4 separate regions of the Mus musculus genome follow, and regions 1, 2 and 3 are each linked to region 4. The links are chromatin contacts, called in public Hi-C maps. All regions are on one chromosome and are shown on one strand. Each heading gives the region's core, a stretch centred on a gene start, on an enhancer-like site or on the middle of the called end of the contact. The rest is flanking DNA. Distances are from core to core; before and after follow the strand shown. Region 1 overlaps Nos1ap (nitric oxide synthase 1 (neuronal) adaptor protein). Region 2 overlaps Nos1ap (nitric oxide synthase 1 (neuronal) adaptor protein). Region 3 overlaps Nos1ap (nitric oxide synthase 1 (neuronal) adaptor protein). Region 4 has its middle 19 kb from the start of Nos1ap.

What was found. A called contact is a pair of places that touch in the nucleus more often than the background predicts.
Region 1: a Hi-C map of liver shows a contact between it and region 4, with 6 times the contacts expected there. The contact joins two enhancer-like sites. A contact is called at or near these places in 2 of 39 promoter capture datasets (hippocampal neurons and liver), 21 of 484 Hi-C or Micro-C datasets (ECoMG-derived neutrophils, the G1E-ER4 cell line, the HL-1 cell line and 9 more), 4 of 115 datasets of contacts at active chromatin or transcription factors (the HPC-7 cell line, craniofacial prominence, embryonic stem cells and 1 more) and 2 of 9 other capture datasets (adipose tissue and pancreatic islet).
Region 2: a Hi-C map of granulocyte-monocyte progenitors shows a contact between it and region 4, with 2.7 times the contacts expected there. The contact joins two enhancer-like sites. A contact is called at or near these places in 1 of 39 promoter capture datasets (liver), 3 of 484 Hi-C or Micro-C datasets (the HL-1 cell line, granulocyte-monocyte progenitors and nephron progenitors), 2 of 115 datasets of contacts at active chromatin or transcription factors (embryonic forebrain and embryonic stem cells) and 1 of 9 other capture datasets (adipose tissue).
Region 3: a contact with region 4 is called in a Hi-C map of liver, with 3 times the contacts expected there. The contact joins two enhancer-like sites. A contact is called at or near these places in 5 of 39 promoter capture datasets (frontonasal cranial neural crest, hippocampal neurons, liver and 2 more), 18 of 484 Hi-C or Micro-C datasets (the G1E-ER4 cell line, the HL-1 cell line, the HPC-7 cell line and 9 more), 3 of 115 datasets of contacts at active chromatin or transcription factors (the HPC-7 cell line, craniofacial prominence and liver) and 1 of 9 other capture datasets (pancreatic islet).

What each region holds. Positions count from the first base shown.
Region 1 is chr1:170,514,317-170,517,655 of GRCm38.p6, reverse strand. It overlaps Nos1ap (nitric oxide synthase 1 (neuronal) adaptor protein), which reads left to right. Exons shown (of 10, transcript NM_001109985.2): 2 at 2,970-3,041. Among named protein-coding and RNA genes, the nearest start is that of Gm46171, 25 kb to the left of the region's middle. Within about 2 kb of position 1,320, at least 14 of the 459 cell types and tissues checked have an H3K27ac peak or open chromatin away from gene starts, as enhancers often do. A contact at or near this core is called in liver, where this site is marked.
Region 2 is chr1:170,533,291-170,536,892 of GRCm38.p6, reverse strand. The region is part of intron 1 of Nos1ap (nitric oxide synthase 1 (neuronal) adaptor protein); the gene reads left to right. It overlaps Gm46171 (a long non-coding RNA gene), which reads left to right. Exons shown (of 2, transcript XR_001779534.1): 2 at 1-3,602. Among named protein-coding and RNA genes, the nearest start is that of Gm46171, 5.7 kb to the left of the region's middle. Within about 2 kb of position 1,397, at least 54 of the 459 cell types and tissues checked have an H3K27ac peak or open chromatin away from gene starts, as enhancers often do. A contact at or near this core is called in granulocyte-monocyte progenitors, where this site is marked.
Region 3 is chr1:170,494,734-170,498,157 of GRCm38.p6, reverse strand. The region is part of intron 2 of Nos1ap (nitric oxide synthase 1 (neuronal) adaptor protein); the gene reads left to right. Among named protein-coding and RNA genes, the nearest start is that of Gm46171, 44 kb to the left of the region's middle. Within about 2 kb of position 2,152, at least 12 of the 459 cell types and tissues checked have an H3K27ac peak or open chromatin away from gene starts, as enhancers often do. A contact at or near this core is called in liver, where this site is marked.
Region 4 is chr1:170,607,061-170,610,497 of GRCm38.p6, reverse strand. No RefSeq gene overlaps it. Among named protein-coding and RNA genes, the nearest start is that of Nos1ap, 19 kb to the right of the region's middle. Within about 2 kb of position 1,872, at least 20 of the 459 cell types and tissues checked have an H3K27ac peak or open chromatin away from gene starts, as enhancers often do. A contact at or near this core is called in granulocyte-monocyte progenitors and liver, where this site is marked.

The DNA.
Region 1 (3,339 bases), core at 71-2,570, 92 kb after region 4:
AGCTGGGATTAAGTCTAGCCTGGAACCACCTTTCTTGTCTAGAATGGAGGCTCCTGGCTTAGTTCAGTTGGTTATAAAAACTTGTGAACTTGACCACCAAAAAAGAGCAATCATCAAGGATGACCTGACCGACCGGCAAGTGGGAGTGATTGTAGACCGTTTCACGGCTTGCTCGAGATAGAAGCCTTAGCTGTGTGTGTGTGTGGGGGGTGGTAGTGGTTAGGTCAGGTACAGAGATGATTGCTTGCCCGCTTGGCTGTGGTAGAAATGGAGGTGATTTCAGTGATCACACCCTCGGCTTTGGCCCAAGGAGCTGGCTTTCTGCTCTCGCTGCTTCCTGGGCATCCTGGCTCTCATTTTGATTCATGTTTGTTAGCGTGGAAGCTGAACTTTTGTCTGGGAGATGGAGACCTGAGTCCTCCTTTGCCTACACCCTCCTACTCGCTGCAGTTGACCCTAAGGTGCAGTAGGATGGAGCTGGGTTAGCTCCTGCAGACTCATTTTCCGGAAGGCAGACTTGTGAGTTTTCTTTACAGGGAAGGGAGTGGGGGAAGAAGGGAACGTAGGTGTGTGGTGTGAGTGTGGTGAGTGTTTTAGTGGGTGTGCACTGTGAGTGGGTGTGTGTATGTGTTTGAGGTATGTCAGCACACACACACACACACACACACACACACACACAGGTTTAGGTGCAAGTGCGAGTGCATATAGGTGTGTGCAGAGTGCACATACCAGCTTGGGTGGGGGCCTGGTGGAGGGAGGCAGGCTCTTGTAGGGCAAGGATGGGCCTAGGAATAGGGGCCCTCTTATATGTAGACTGCCCGCCCCGCCCCATCATTTCCTAATTGTTTCAGTCTAACTGCATCCTTCCCCAGGATGGAGAGGTGGGCTGCGGTATAGCCAGAGAACGGTCCCCTTTGGGTGTTTGTGTTCAGGCTCTGTGGTTAGCATTCTCTTCTGGACTGGCAGCGATTCCTCTTCCGTGTACCTCCTCTTCCCGCTCCGGCTCCTCTACAATAGTGACCTTGTTCAGTCCCGAGGCCTTGGACTTCACATGGTTGCAGGAGGATCTGAGCCCCAGAAGGTTTGTGTTTCTGAGTCCAGCGGGTTCAGGGAAGAGCAGCACGGAACACGCAAAGGGATCCCAGAAACTCCCTCTGGGCTGGAGGGCCTTTGAAGTTGGGTAATCATGAATGGCGCCTTGCCATCTCTGGCTGCTCAGGTCACTGACCTATTATTGTTGACCTTGAATCCCCAGCAGAGTCCACTGGGGAGAATTACTAACCATAGAGAAACCTAGGGGCTTTGTTGCCTCAGCAAGGTTCAAGGTCCTTGGTCAATAAGCCCATGTATTTGGGTGGGTTCCCCAAGGGGCCGGACTATAGTGTACCCGTGGTTTACCAGCCAACTCATCTGCTGCTGGGAACTTCATTCTTCAGTGTGTCAACACATGCTCTTGGTCAATACTAGGGGAAATCCATTTGCTCCCAGTGCCATTTGTGAAATTCTTCTGACTGGAGCCAGTCCTTAGCTCCAAATTTTGGGAAAAACTTTCTTTTCCCGTAACCATAGGGGCTATCTTTCAAACATGACTGTCCTATTTCTGTTGAGTCAACCTTTGCTTAGGTACGTATCAAGCTGTTTAGAGCTAACTCCTTGGCTAACTCTTGGACAAGTAGGTGAGGTGATTTAGGGAAGCGAAGGGATATGGTTTGAAGGGTCTGTCAGGAAAGAAGGCCTGATGTTCAATTTGATCACCTGCCTGCACGGACTTAGATACCTGGGTTGTATTTAAATTCCTGAATAATACAGCCTCCCCCCCCCTTAGAACTAATTGTCTGAATTTATGCCCATTGGTAAGCAAAGACAGAGACTGGTACTAATCAGTTGAGAGTGAGGGCTTGATTCTTTTGTTTGCTTATTTTTGCATTATTGAATAGTCTTTAGCAAGGAAATACATGTTAAACATTAACCTTAATGCAATCTGGTTTAGTGGACAACTTCAAAGTATAATCAGGGCAGGTGTGGTGGTGCACACCTGTAATCCCGGACACTCAGGAGGCTGAGACAGGGGAACAGGTGATTTTGAGGTCAGTCTCAATTAGATGGTGAACCTGTCTCAAAAAGCAATAAAAAGTCCAATTGAGTACTTTTTTTATAAAGCTAATATTAGTCCATTCTTTCTCCAGTCAGGAACTTAACAAAATGTTGGTGGTCTACAATATGTCTAGAAATAACTCAATAAAATTCCAGTAATTAAAAAAGAGTAGCCAGATGTGGTGCTTCAGGCTGCACAGTCACAGCACTTGGGAGTCTGAGGCAGGAGGCGTGCTGTGAATTCAATTACCAGCCTGAGCTACAGAGTGAGTTCCAGGCCAGCCTGGGTTTAAGAGTGGGGGCTTGTAAAACTACAAACAAATCCAAAACAGAACAAACAAAACAAAACAAAACAAAAATCCCAGACAATAACACCAAAAGTGTCTATTTTTCTCTTAGTGCATTTATTTTTGGCAAACACTTTTATTATAAGAGTTTCTTTCCCTCTCCCTGTCCCCTCTCCCTCTCCCGGTCCCCTCCCCCCCCCCCCCCCCGTGTGTGTATAATTTATTTGCTCTTACAGATGAAGAAATTGAAAGGGGAAAAAGAAAACTGCTCTTACCATGTCCTATAGGCAGGGTCAGAACTCTACAAGGAGCCTTTCTGATTCAGACGTCTTCTTACCCAAACACAGGGCTTTGCTACATTAGGAGCAAGATGAAAATGGAAGCAGCCATTTCTGGTTAGCTGCCTACTTATTATTAAAATCTAGAAACAATTTCAAAAGCAGATGATAGCCCTTGGGATTGTAATTTCCTCCTCTGTAAAATGGGAAGAGAAACCATGTGGCCTCAAAGTTTTTGCACCCTTGACATTCTGTGACTAGGGACATTGCCTCCCCGCCATCTCATTTTCTCTTTGCTTCTTTTCTACAGTACGTGGGAAGCCTGGATGTGCCCAGACCCAACAGCAGGGTTGAGATCGTGGCTGCCATGCGCAGAATCCGGGTGAGTGGTCAGAGGTGGGGCTGTGTGCGGATCCATCCGTAACTCAAGTTTCCTTGCTGTGGGCCTGTTCGCCAGAGCCGAGAGAGGCAGAATGGATGGCTTTCCCATTCCAGCCCCAGAGCCCATATTCCTGTATCGTTGGGGAAACTATTGTGAACTAGGGCCAAAGGTTGCGGCTGAATAGCAGCATTCTCCCTCATCCGTGTCCTGCAGCGCTTCCAACTGAGACGCATGCGCTGAGGTTGGCTAGTAAAGGAGACTGGCAAATGTTGAGCAAAAGTTTAGCAAGCATCTAGTA
Region 2 (3,602 bases), core at 148-2,647, 73 kb after region 4:
CTAGTAGCCAGTTGCCTCAAAACTCATCAGTTGAGGGCCAACAAGATAGCTTAGCAGGTAAAGTGCCTGCCACTGATCCCGATGACGTGAGTTCGATCCCTGGGACCCATCTGATGGAAGGAGAGAACCTGACTCTTACAAGTTTCCTCTACACTTGTGTTGTGGGCCTGTGTACCTCCCTATCAATAAGTAAATGTAGTGAAAATTAATAAAAACCTCACCAGTTGAAAGCTGCTCTCGTTCGTTTGTTATCATGGTTTTCATGGGTTTAGAGGAGGAAGGTAACTGTGTGGTTCTTGCTGTAGGTCTTGGGAGATTATATTTAGTTTGCCTGACTTGTGCCACAGGGCAGGGTGTTGATGGGATATGTGGTTTTCCTTTGGTTAGGTTTTGTAAATGTGGGCACAGTGACCCAAGAGGATAAGACTGTAGCAATGGGGTGGGTAAAGTTCTCGGAATTTGTATAAAAATATAGGAATTTATATTAATATGGTTATTAATAATTATGGTGCTAGAGCCTTTATTTCCTTCATTTGCTGGCCATGCCAGATCCAACCCTGTCAGGGGGTGAAGAAGCTGGTGTGACTGAATCCTGGCCAGGCAGGATCTGAGGTCGATGCTGTCCACTGTCTGTCATTATAAGAAAATGTCCAAGGCCGGATACCTAATAAGGGGTCATGGTTTATTTAGCTCATGGTTCTGGAGGCTGGGAAGACCAAGGGCAGTCTACCTATGAGGACCGTCCTGCAGTGTTATGGGAGGCAGAGGGAGTCACAGGATAAGAAGGAGCAAGCAGATCAGAGGAGCGTTTAAAACAAAGCCACCCCTACAGCAATACATTCATTAATTGGAGAATGGATAACTCCTTCCACAGGGGCCCAGCCCCCCTCAGTCAGTCACTTCCCAGAGGCCCCAGCTCCAACTACCACCAGCCTGTAACTTTGAATGTTAAGTTTCTGACACGTTAAGTCCTGGGGAACAAACATTCAAAGCACAGCTACTTCAGGTCACCCTAAAGGGCAGTTCTTTCTCTCTTGGAATCTCCCTTTATTCCCATGAGGAGCGCAGGGAAGGAGTTTGCATAGCAGCACCTATGCTATCTGGTAGGTTAGGGTGTTTACTCCTCTGTTATGGGAACCCTTCAGGGTCGAGAGGAGAGGACACCTTATCCCACTATTATCTAGGGCTGGAGATACCTGGCCTGTGGGGATTTCAGGGCTAAAACCAGGACGTGGCCTGGAAGACTGGACTGATTGTCCTATCTAACTGTGTGTAAAGTTGCTTCCGGTTGCAGTCCTGCACCTAACTGTTCTTGCCCCAAGGAACTTCCCAGCTCAGGAGAGGCAAGCATGTAGTTGAAGCCTCCCATGGCCCAGAGCCCTGCTTTGAGATGTTGCAACATTTACCCTGACCCAGTAGGAGCTGCCTGTGCCTGGCTTGAGTTTTGGCCTCATCCCTTCCTCATTAGTATTGCTCTCTGAACTTCCTGTAACTCCAAGGGTGAGGAGATAGAACACTACAGGTTCTAACCACCAAGGCACCATGCTTTTGTGTGGTTTTGGGCCAGACGCCAGCCTGAGCTTATGGCTTGCTTCTTGTTTGTCTCTGAGGGTGAGTTTTTTCCTGTCACCCATCCTGGGGACAAGCCTTGTCTGTGAGTGACTGACAGGTATTCTATGACTGGAAGTGGCTTCATGGCAGCAAGCTCTCCATTCTGTGTAAGGAGCAGCGGATGTTTCCTCAGAGGCTCCCTTCTGAAGTTTTGCTTGTATGGGTTGTGCAAAGTGACTGTTGAGGAGACTTCTTGTGAAGGGGAGAGAATAAGATGTGGCTTCTGCTGGGGTAGATGGACAAGACTGAGCAATGGAGACGTATTTGGTACTGTTGTACGGAGCATGAGTCTTTTGCACCGCCTCCCCCAAACATTCATGCTAAGCCGGGCAGTGGTGGTACATGCCTTTAATCCCAGCACTTGGAAGGCAGAAGTCGGTGGATATCTGTGAGTTTGAGGTCAGCCTGGTCTACAAAGTGATTTCTGGAATAGCCAGAGCTATACAGAGAAACCACATCTTGAACTCCCACCCTTAAAAAAACAAAAACAAAAACAAAAAACTTGTTCACATCAGTTTCTCCTTGAAACTGTCTTTTGCTTTTGAAGCCATCATACAAGTCTGGACCCTTGCTGTTGGTTCTTGGTGTCTTGGAGTGGGAAGCAAGCAGTGCTTTGAGGCTGATTTAAGCCAGGCCTGGCACAGTCTTACTTAGGTTTCCAAAACCATTTTTCTACGTCCCAAAGAAGACCGTTGTCTGCACTCTCTCCTGCCTGGGATGGCTGCCTCCTTTGCTAGTGTCAGATTCTCCCATCATTTCCGAACCCTGACCTCTCTGCCTCTGTGTTTCCTTTCTGTAACAGACATAAGTGCTCTGTAACTTTCTCATAAAGAAAGTCAAGTTCCAGGGTGGCACTGCCTGCTTCTCCAGCATGGGCTCCTTTAACTCCTGCATTAGCATTCTTATGCTTTGACAAATAACTGAGAGAGATAAGGGAGGAAAGACGGATTTTTGGCTTACGTTTTCCGTTCATAATCACTTGGTTTTGTTGCTTGCTTCTGGGCCTGCGGTGTGTCAGTGTGTCATGATGGCAGGGCACGGCACAGGACAGCTCTTTACTTCCTGGCAGCCAGGAAGCAGAGAGGGACAGGGGACAAGAAATGCCCTTCAAAGATGTGCCCCCAGTGACCCATTTCTTCCATCTTGGCAGGATCTCATAGGTCTCTGTTCCCAATCATTCCATCAAAATTCGTCAACGAAGCCAGAACCTCATGGTCCAGTGACTTCCCAAAAGTCTGACATCTGGCAACTGAGCCTCCAACACTGGAGTCTTCAGGGGACATTTCAGATACAAACACTGCCGGGAACAGTAGGGAACATAGCTTCATGTGGGGGCTGTAGCAGCCTAAGGATTTAACTTCTGAGACCTCTAATCAGGTGAGGCTGGGATTTCGATTGATACTACAGAAAGAATTTCAGTTTGAGTCAGGGAGAGCAAATTTGGGGCTTATTAGGTAAAGAAAAGTACATTGTTTAATACAAGGAAAGATAACTCACACTATGCATTTGAGCATGGCCATGAAGACACATCCACACAAGAAAGAATAGACGTACATAACAAGGTTGGAGGGAGGTGCCTGCTTCTCAAAGGAGAGAACTGTAGTCACACACACACACACACACACACACACACTTTTAAGGCCCTGAATGTGTGTTTGTGTGTGTGTGTGTGTGTGTGTGTGTGTATGTGTAGACTAGTGTCTGACCTCAGGTGTCTTACTTGTTTACTTCAATTCTGAGGCAGGGCCTCTCATTCTGAACACTGAACTTGGTAATTTGGTTAGGCTAGTTTGCCAGCTAGCCTTAGGGGAATCCGCTGTCTCTATGTACCAATTGCTGGGGTTGCAGGCAGGCAGTCATGGGTACCGAACATACACAGCTGCCAAATTACCTCCTTAACCCCAATTTGGACCGTGGTAGATTTGAAGTTCTGGTGTCCAAAGCATTTAAAAGATTAAGTAGAAGTCTTTTGGGTATTGATGGTCTTAGCA
Region 3 (3,424 bases), core at 903-3,402, 110 kb after region 4:
GGACACAGGAAGTGATTGTTACTGTACACTTAGTAGGCTCCTGGCACACTTAGTAGGTCACTCCAGATACTCCAAATGTGATGGTTTTTATCAAAACGGCTGGAGTGGAGAGACACAGAGACCAAGCCTCAGCAAGTGTCTTTCTGGTGAGGAGGAAGTTCGTGAGATTGTGTCTTGCTGGGGATCCATCCACGGGGCAGTAGTGCTGGCTGTTATAAATTTTCTTGCTCTGAGCAGCCTCTGCGCTTCATCTCTTTAGCTTATAGGTCCCTGGAATGTTGGTCTGCTCTCTATCAGCACCGTTTTGTCTTTCCAGAATGTCATGTAATTGGAACTGCAGGGAGGGAGGGGAGATTTTTCAGAGCTGCTTCTTTTATTTAGCAATGTGTAGTTAAGACTCATCTCTGCCTTTTGTGATGAGAGCCCATTGTTTTGGTTACCAGGTAATATTCTAGATGTACGGCAGTTTGTGCTGTCACCTACGCAAAGGCCTTTGGTTGCTTCCCCAATTTGTTGATCATGAAAGCAGCTGATATAAACTCATGGGCAGGTTTTTATGTAGGTACAAGTTTCCAATTCAATTTGATGAACTATCCTTTTAACATATTCTTTCCTGTAATTCTACCAGGACATTTTCAGTATATCCTGAAAATTGGCAATTCTACTATTGACCAGCCTATACGCTGATCTATTGACCAGCCTATACACTGATCTATTGACCTGCCTATACACTGATCTATTGACCTGCCTATACACTGATCTACTGACCTGCCTATACACTGATCTATTGACCTGCCTATACACTGATCTACTGACCTGCCTATACACTGATCTGTTGACCTGCCTATACACTGATCTACTGACCTGCCTATACACTGATCTGTTGACCTGCCTATACACTGATCTACTGACCTGCCTATACACTGATCTGTTGACCTGCCTATACACTGATCTGTTGACCTGCCTATACACTGATCTACTGACCTGCCTATACACTGATCTGTTGACCTGCCTATACACTGATCTGTTGACCAACCTATACACTGATCTATTGACCTGCCTATACACTGATCTGTTGACCAACCTATACACTGATCTGTTGACCTGCCTATACACTGATCTGTTGACCTGCCTATAAACTTATCTGTTGACCAGCCTATACACTGATCTATTAACCTGCCTATACACTGATCTGTTGACCAGCCTATACACTGATCTGTTGATGCTTTTCTTCACCATCTGTAAGTGGCAAATGCTGTCATGTCAGGGAACTTTCAATGTTTTTTTTTAAAGTTTATTTAATAATTTATTTGTGTGTGGGTGTATGTGGGCACAGGTGTGCCACACTGTGTGCATGGAGATCAGTCAGAAGACTAGAAGATCAGTAGGAGACAGTTTTTGAGTCCACTATGTGTCTCCCTGGGATCAAACTCAGGACATCAGTTTTAGCAGCCAGCACCTGTACCAACAGAGCCATTTTGCTGGCCTAGAGAATTTTCTTTTTTAAATCTAGGAATTGATATGGGGGAGAAGGGAAATCCTGTGATCTGGAGCTGATGACCCTTCTGTTGTTGAACAGTTGAGTCCTGAAAGCTGCTTTTCCTCTGCATTGGTGAGGTCGTAAGGCCAGTAGGCCTGGGGTGGTTGTGTAAGAATGACTTACCTTGTGTGGCTCTGGAGAGGAACTGGCCCCCATATGACCCTTTCAGGTCTCTGGGACAGGCTGTGGTGACAGATCCTGCAGGTAGGTTGGAAGGGAGCCTGCCATTTGAGCGGTTGGCATGAAGGCCCTGACCACGCGCTGAGTCACCACAGTTCATCTTTGCTGCCGGCTTGCTTTCTCCCATTCCCATTCCCGGCAGGTCGCTGCCCGGCATGCCAGATGTTGACATCCTGAGTTTGCCTCTTCTTTTATTTACTGATTTTGGCATGTTCCTGGACCTTTTTATTTATTCGCTTTTTCAATTGAATGAAGATGGAAATGTTTTCTGCTTGATAAAAATGAATAAGCTAGTTTTTTTTAAAGAACAATTTCAGCCACATTACATGGAAAGTACAGAGGAATTCCCTGTGTCGCTCCCACGTCCCTTCTCCCCTGCTACTGCCAGGCTGTGCTTAGGCGATACTGTGATTACAATCAGTGACCCTACCATGACCCACTGTTATCACCCAAAGTCCATATGTCACATCAGGTTCACACTTGCAGCAGCCTTCCTCGTGGCATTGGACAAATAGATGACGGTGAATGTTCAGGGTCGGGGGTTCTGAGCAGAGGGACTTTCACTGCCCTAAAACCCCTCTGTGTTCTGCCTGATTTTCCTTCATTCCCCTTCTCCCACCCCACCCCCTACCCCCAGCAACTACAGATCTTTTCACTGCGTCCACAATCTCTGTCTTTCCCAGAAAGTCACGTGGCTGGAATCGTACAGAAAACAGTCTTGCAGCCTGGCTTCTTTCACACCAAGGCGTGTTTAAGGGCCCTCCATCTTTCTTCCTGGCTGTCTAACTCAGCTCTCAAGCTGTGATTACTACTTCGTTGTTTGATGTACCATAGTTTATTTATCTATTCATCGGCCGAAGCACCTGCTGGCTGCTCCCAAGGTTTGGCAATTATGAATAGAGCTACTGCAAACATCTGTATGAAGGTTATTGTGTGGGCATAAATTTTAATTTCATTTGGATAAGTAATCGAGCTTGTGGTCTTAGGGGTAGAACGTGTTTGGTTTTATGCTGTTTTTAAACTATTTCTACATTTTAGAGGTGATGAAACCAAGGCACAAGGAAAGTAAGCAACTTGACCTGAGTGGTGGTGTGTTAGTCTTTGTTGTCGTTGTTGCCTATACAGAGACCTATACACTGAATAAATGATAAAGGAAAGAAGCTTTGGAGCTCAAAGTTGAAATGGCCACATATGGCTTTCTGTGGCAGTGTCCTGAGGTGGTGCAGGACATCATACGGGGTAAAAGATGTTTGTGTGTGTGTGTGTGTGCGTGTGCGCACGCACGCTCAGTCATGGGGACTCCACCCTGATGACCTCATCCAATCCCAGTGATCTTCTACAAACCCTATCTTAGCCCCACCTCCCATTACCATAGTCAGATGAAGTTTCATCTCTTTTTTTCCCCCCCCCCTTTGGTTTTCTTTTGTTTTTCGAGACAGGGTTTCTCTGTATAGCCCTGGCTGTCTTGGAACTCACTTTGTAGACCAGGCTGGCCTCGAACTCAGAAATCCACCTGCCTCTGCCTCCCGAGTGCTGGGATTAAAGGCATGTGTCACCACGCCCAGCGAAGTTCCATCTCTTAATTCTGAACAGTGGGAATTAAATTTTATCATATGGAGCTTTGAGAGGAACCCAAATTCTGTCTAAGCCATGGAACACAGCTATTGGGAATCAAGCTGGTCTTGGAACACAGGCTGTGTGGCT
Region 4 (3,437 bases), core at 623-3,122:
CCTCTTATCTAAGTGCACCACTAATGCAGTCATGATGGGCCTTGGACAGCAAGTGTCTGTTAGGAGCTCACAACGTGATAAGAAATGTGATACATACTTATAAGTAATGCATGATGTCATTGTTTTAAAACATTTATTTTGGTAAAATATACTTAACAAAATTCATCTTAGCAGCCGTTTCCTTCTTTGGAAGATCAGATTCATGTTAATCAAGAGGGAGAAAGGAAGGGGGAAAGGAAATCTACTCTGCTAAAGTTCTCCCAGCATGGCACAAAACTCCCAAGGATCTGGCCTTCAGTTGTGTGTTGGGGCCAGGGGCAGTGAGTGCAAGACCGTGGTTCCAACAAGCAAAGAGGCAGAAGATGCGGTCCTCCCCATCTCAGGCCCCAGACTCAGCCCACTCTCCAGCCCTTGAGCTCTGCAAGTTCAGTGTGCTCCTGGCCCGGGTTCTGCCTCTTCGCCACAAACACCCTCCGTCCTGACAGGGTTAGCAGAAACATGTGTTCTCCACAGACCACAGACAGGCACTTGAAGTGATGCTTGTGTTATGCTTCGATACAGCCAGAAGCCACAGACTAACCCGCTCCAAAATGGTGCTGGCTGCTTGCTTGCCATTGTCAAGTACCCAAGTACCTAGTTTAATATCTAGCATCCCCAAGGTTTATCCAGGTGTTGAGTTCCTCCCTCCCTCCCTCCCTCCCTCCCTCCCTCCCTCTTTCTTTCTTTCTTTCTTTCTTTCTTTCTTTCTTTCTTTCTTTCTTTCTTTCTTTCTTTCTTTCTTTCTTTCTTTCTTTCTTCCTTCCTTCCTTCCTTCCTTCCTTCCTTCCTTCCTTCCTTCCTTCCTTCCTTCCTTCCTTCCTTCCTTCCTTTCTTTCTTTCTTTCTTTCTTTCTTTCTTTCTTTCTTTCTTTCTTTCTTTCTTTCTTTCTTTCTTTCTATGCTTTTTTAGGTTTTGGACACCTAAAAGGACTTCACCATGCAGCACTAGCTGGCTTGGAAACATACCTAAGTTGCTATATAGAGCAGGCTGCTCTTGAACCTGCAATGATCCTCTTATCTCCTGCTCTTGAGCGCCGGAGTGTTAGATCTGCACCCCCACTCCCAGCTAAGAGTTATCTTCATTTTCTTATCTTTTCTCTCATTATTTTGTTTTGTGTTTATGTGTAAGGTTGTTTTGCCTGCATGTACTTCAGTGTACCCCACCCATGCCTGGTCAGAGGTCACAGAGGTCAGAAGAGGAGTCAGATCCCCTGGCACTGGGATTGCAGATGCTTGTGAGCCACCATGTGGGTGCTGGGAACTGAACCTGGCTCCTCTGGAACAGAAACGGTCTCCCCAGCCCCAGGAATTATTTTCTTTTTAGGGTTAATTAATCATGTATATACAACATATTACATTTATCTTCTTATAGATATTTGCTGTTGGAGTCATGTGTGTGTGTGTGCATGTGTGTCTGTCTGTCTGTCTGCTTGTCTCTCCATTGTATATGTCTATAACTATATTTGTGTACAGTATATCTAGTGAGTATCTCTACATGAGCAAATGCAGAAACAATCCCATGGACAAGTTAGACTTTATCATTTTTTCTGTATGATCTCAAAATGAGGAACAACATTTTCCTTTCTCTTTCTCTCTAACGGCTGTAACAGGAGAGGGAAGGCCTTTGTGGAGTGCTCTTCCTTTCTGGCCAGAGATGTATAGTCATAGGACAGAGGTCTGAGTTCAGGAGAGGCGTGAAGCCTGGCTCATGTCCTCCTAAACCTCTATGCTTAAGGTCCTGGAGTTAATTTGGGAAAGGCCCAAGAGCTCACTGGACAACTGAACAGGACTCAGCTGGTAGAGCAAAAGTCAACATGCATTTGGAGAGGAGGTTCTGGTCTCAAGCACATGGACCAATAGCAGCAGCCTGATTGGCTCTGCTCTCTGTCCAGAATGATCTTTTCTGTTCTTGCTTATGAAAGTAATAGAATTCCTCAGTGCTGGGCTCAAATACTGCATCCTTCGTGACACTTTCCCTGGTTCTACATCCCCCACCCCCACCTCTAGCTGCCACACAGAATACCTCACCTATTCTTTAGTTTCTGGAGTCACTTTGACCCCTTAGTTTTTCTGTTTTATTTCTGTACCATGTAAATACCTGCATACCAGTCCTGTCTGGTCATTTAGAGAGGGTTTTGCTATGTAGCCCTGGCTGGCCTTGAACTCATGGCATTGTCTTGCCTCAGTTTCCTAGGTTGGGATTACAGGCATGCACTGCTATTCTGGGGCTGTGAGGTCAGTGTTAACTCCTTGTTTAGATCAAGGTGAATTTCTTGAGAAGAGAAATTATTTCATCTATTTTTTTATTGTCCAGTACAGAGTTAGCAACTAGCAAATATCGACTGACCATGTGGCCAGAAATCTTATGTAACAACGGCATCTGTTAGGTGTTCCCTAAATTCATGCATAATGAGGTAACATCGATCTCCAAGCACCTGGTAAATACAAGAAAAATTTTCCCTGTCTTTGGGATTCAGCTTGAAACCAGCTTCATGAAATCCTTCATTCAATAAAACCTGTCAAAACTTTCATGGGAATAACTATAAAAGTGCCTTGGGTATCCATTGCCCAGGCCTCAAATGGACTCAGGTAGATCTTAATTGTGACCAAATATGGCATTCATTTGTTTTTTCAATTGGCCTCCAAAAGAACTTGAATGTCACAGAATAGTACATGTTTGTTGACTTTAGATGGTCTTAGTTAGAAGATAGGACCAGTTAGGAAATTTCCTTTCATCAGCGGAATGAGTATTGATTTTACATTGATGGATTGATTGTGGCCATGTGTACCACAATACTGTGTGGAGGTCAGAGAACAACTTACAAGGGTTGGTTCTCCCTTTCTTGCATGAAGGTCCCAGGGGTCAAAATCTGGTCAGCAGGCTTGGTTGACAGGTCCTTTTATCTGCTGAGCCATACTGCAGGTCTAAGTTTTAATTTTTTTATTTTTGACAAGGGGTCTTTGTGTAGCCCAGGGTGACCTCAGAGTCACAACGTACCTGGAGTTGACCTTTAGTCTCTGGTCAACCTGCTCTCTCTCCCGTGTGCTGGGATTACAGTTATGTGGTACTCAGATCAAACTCAGGGTTTTAGGCAAACACTCTGAACTGAGCAATGTTGTTGCGGGAAGTATTACAAATACAACTGCCAAGTTCCCATGCTCCATCCAACTACTCTCTACCCGCCAACTCTCCGGCGGGGCCAGAGCTGCAGAGTTCCCTTCGTTGCCACGCCAGCCCCATGCAATGACCATCCACCCTGTGGTCAGCCACCACAACACCCAGTAACCCTGTAGAAACAAAACTCTAGAAGCTTTCCATTAACAAGGCAGATTTATATATCAATAAAGTCTCAATTCACAAGATGCTCACACAATAATTTCAGGGTCAATTGATAATGA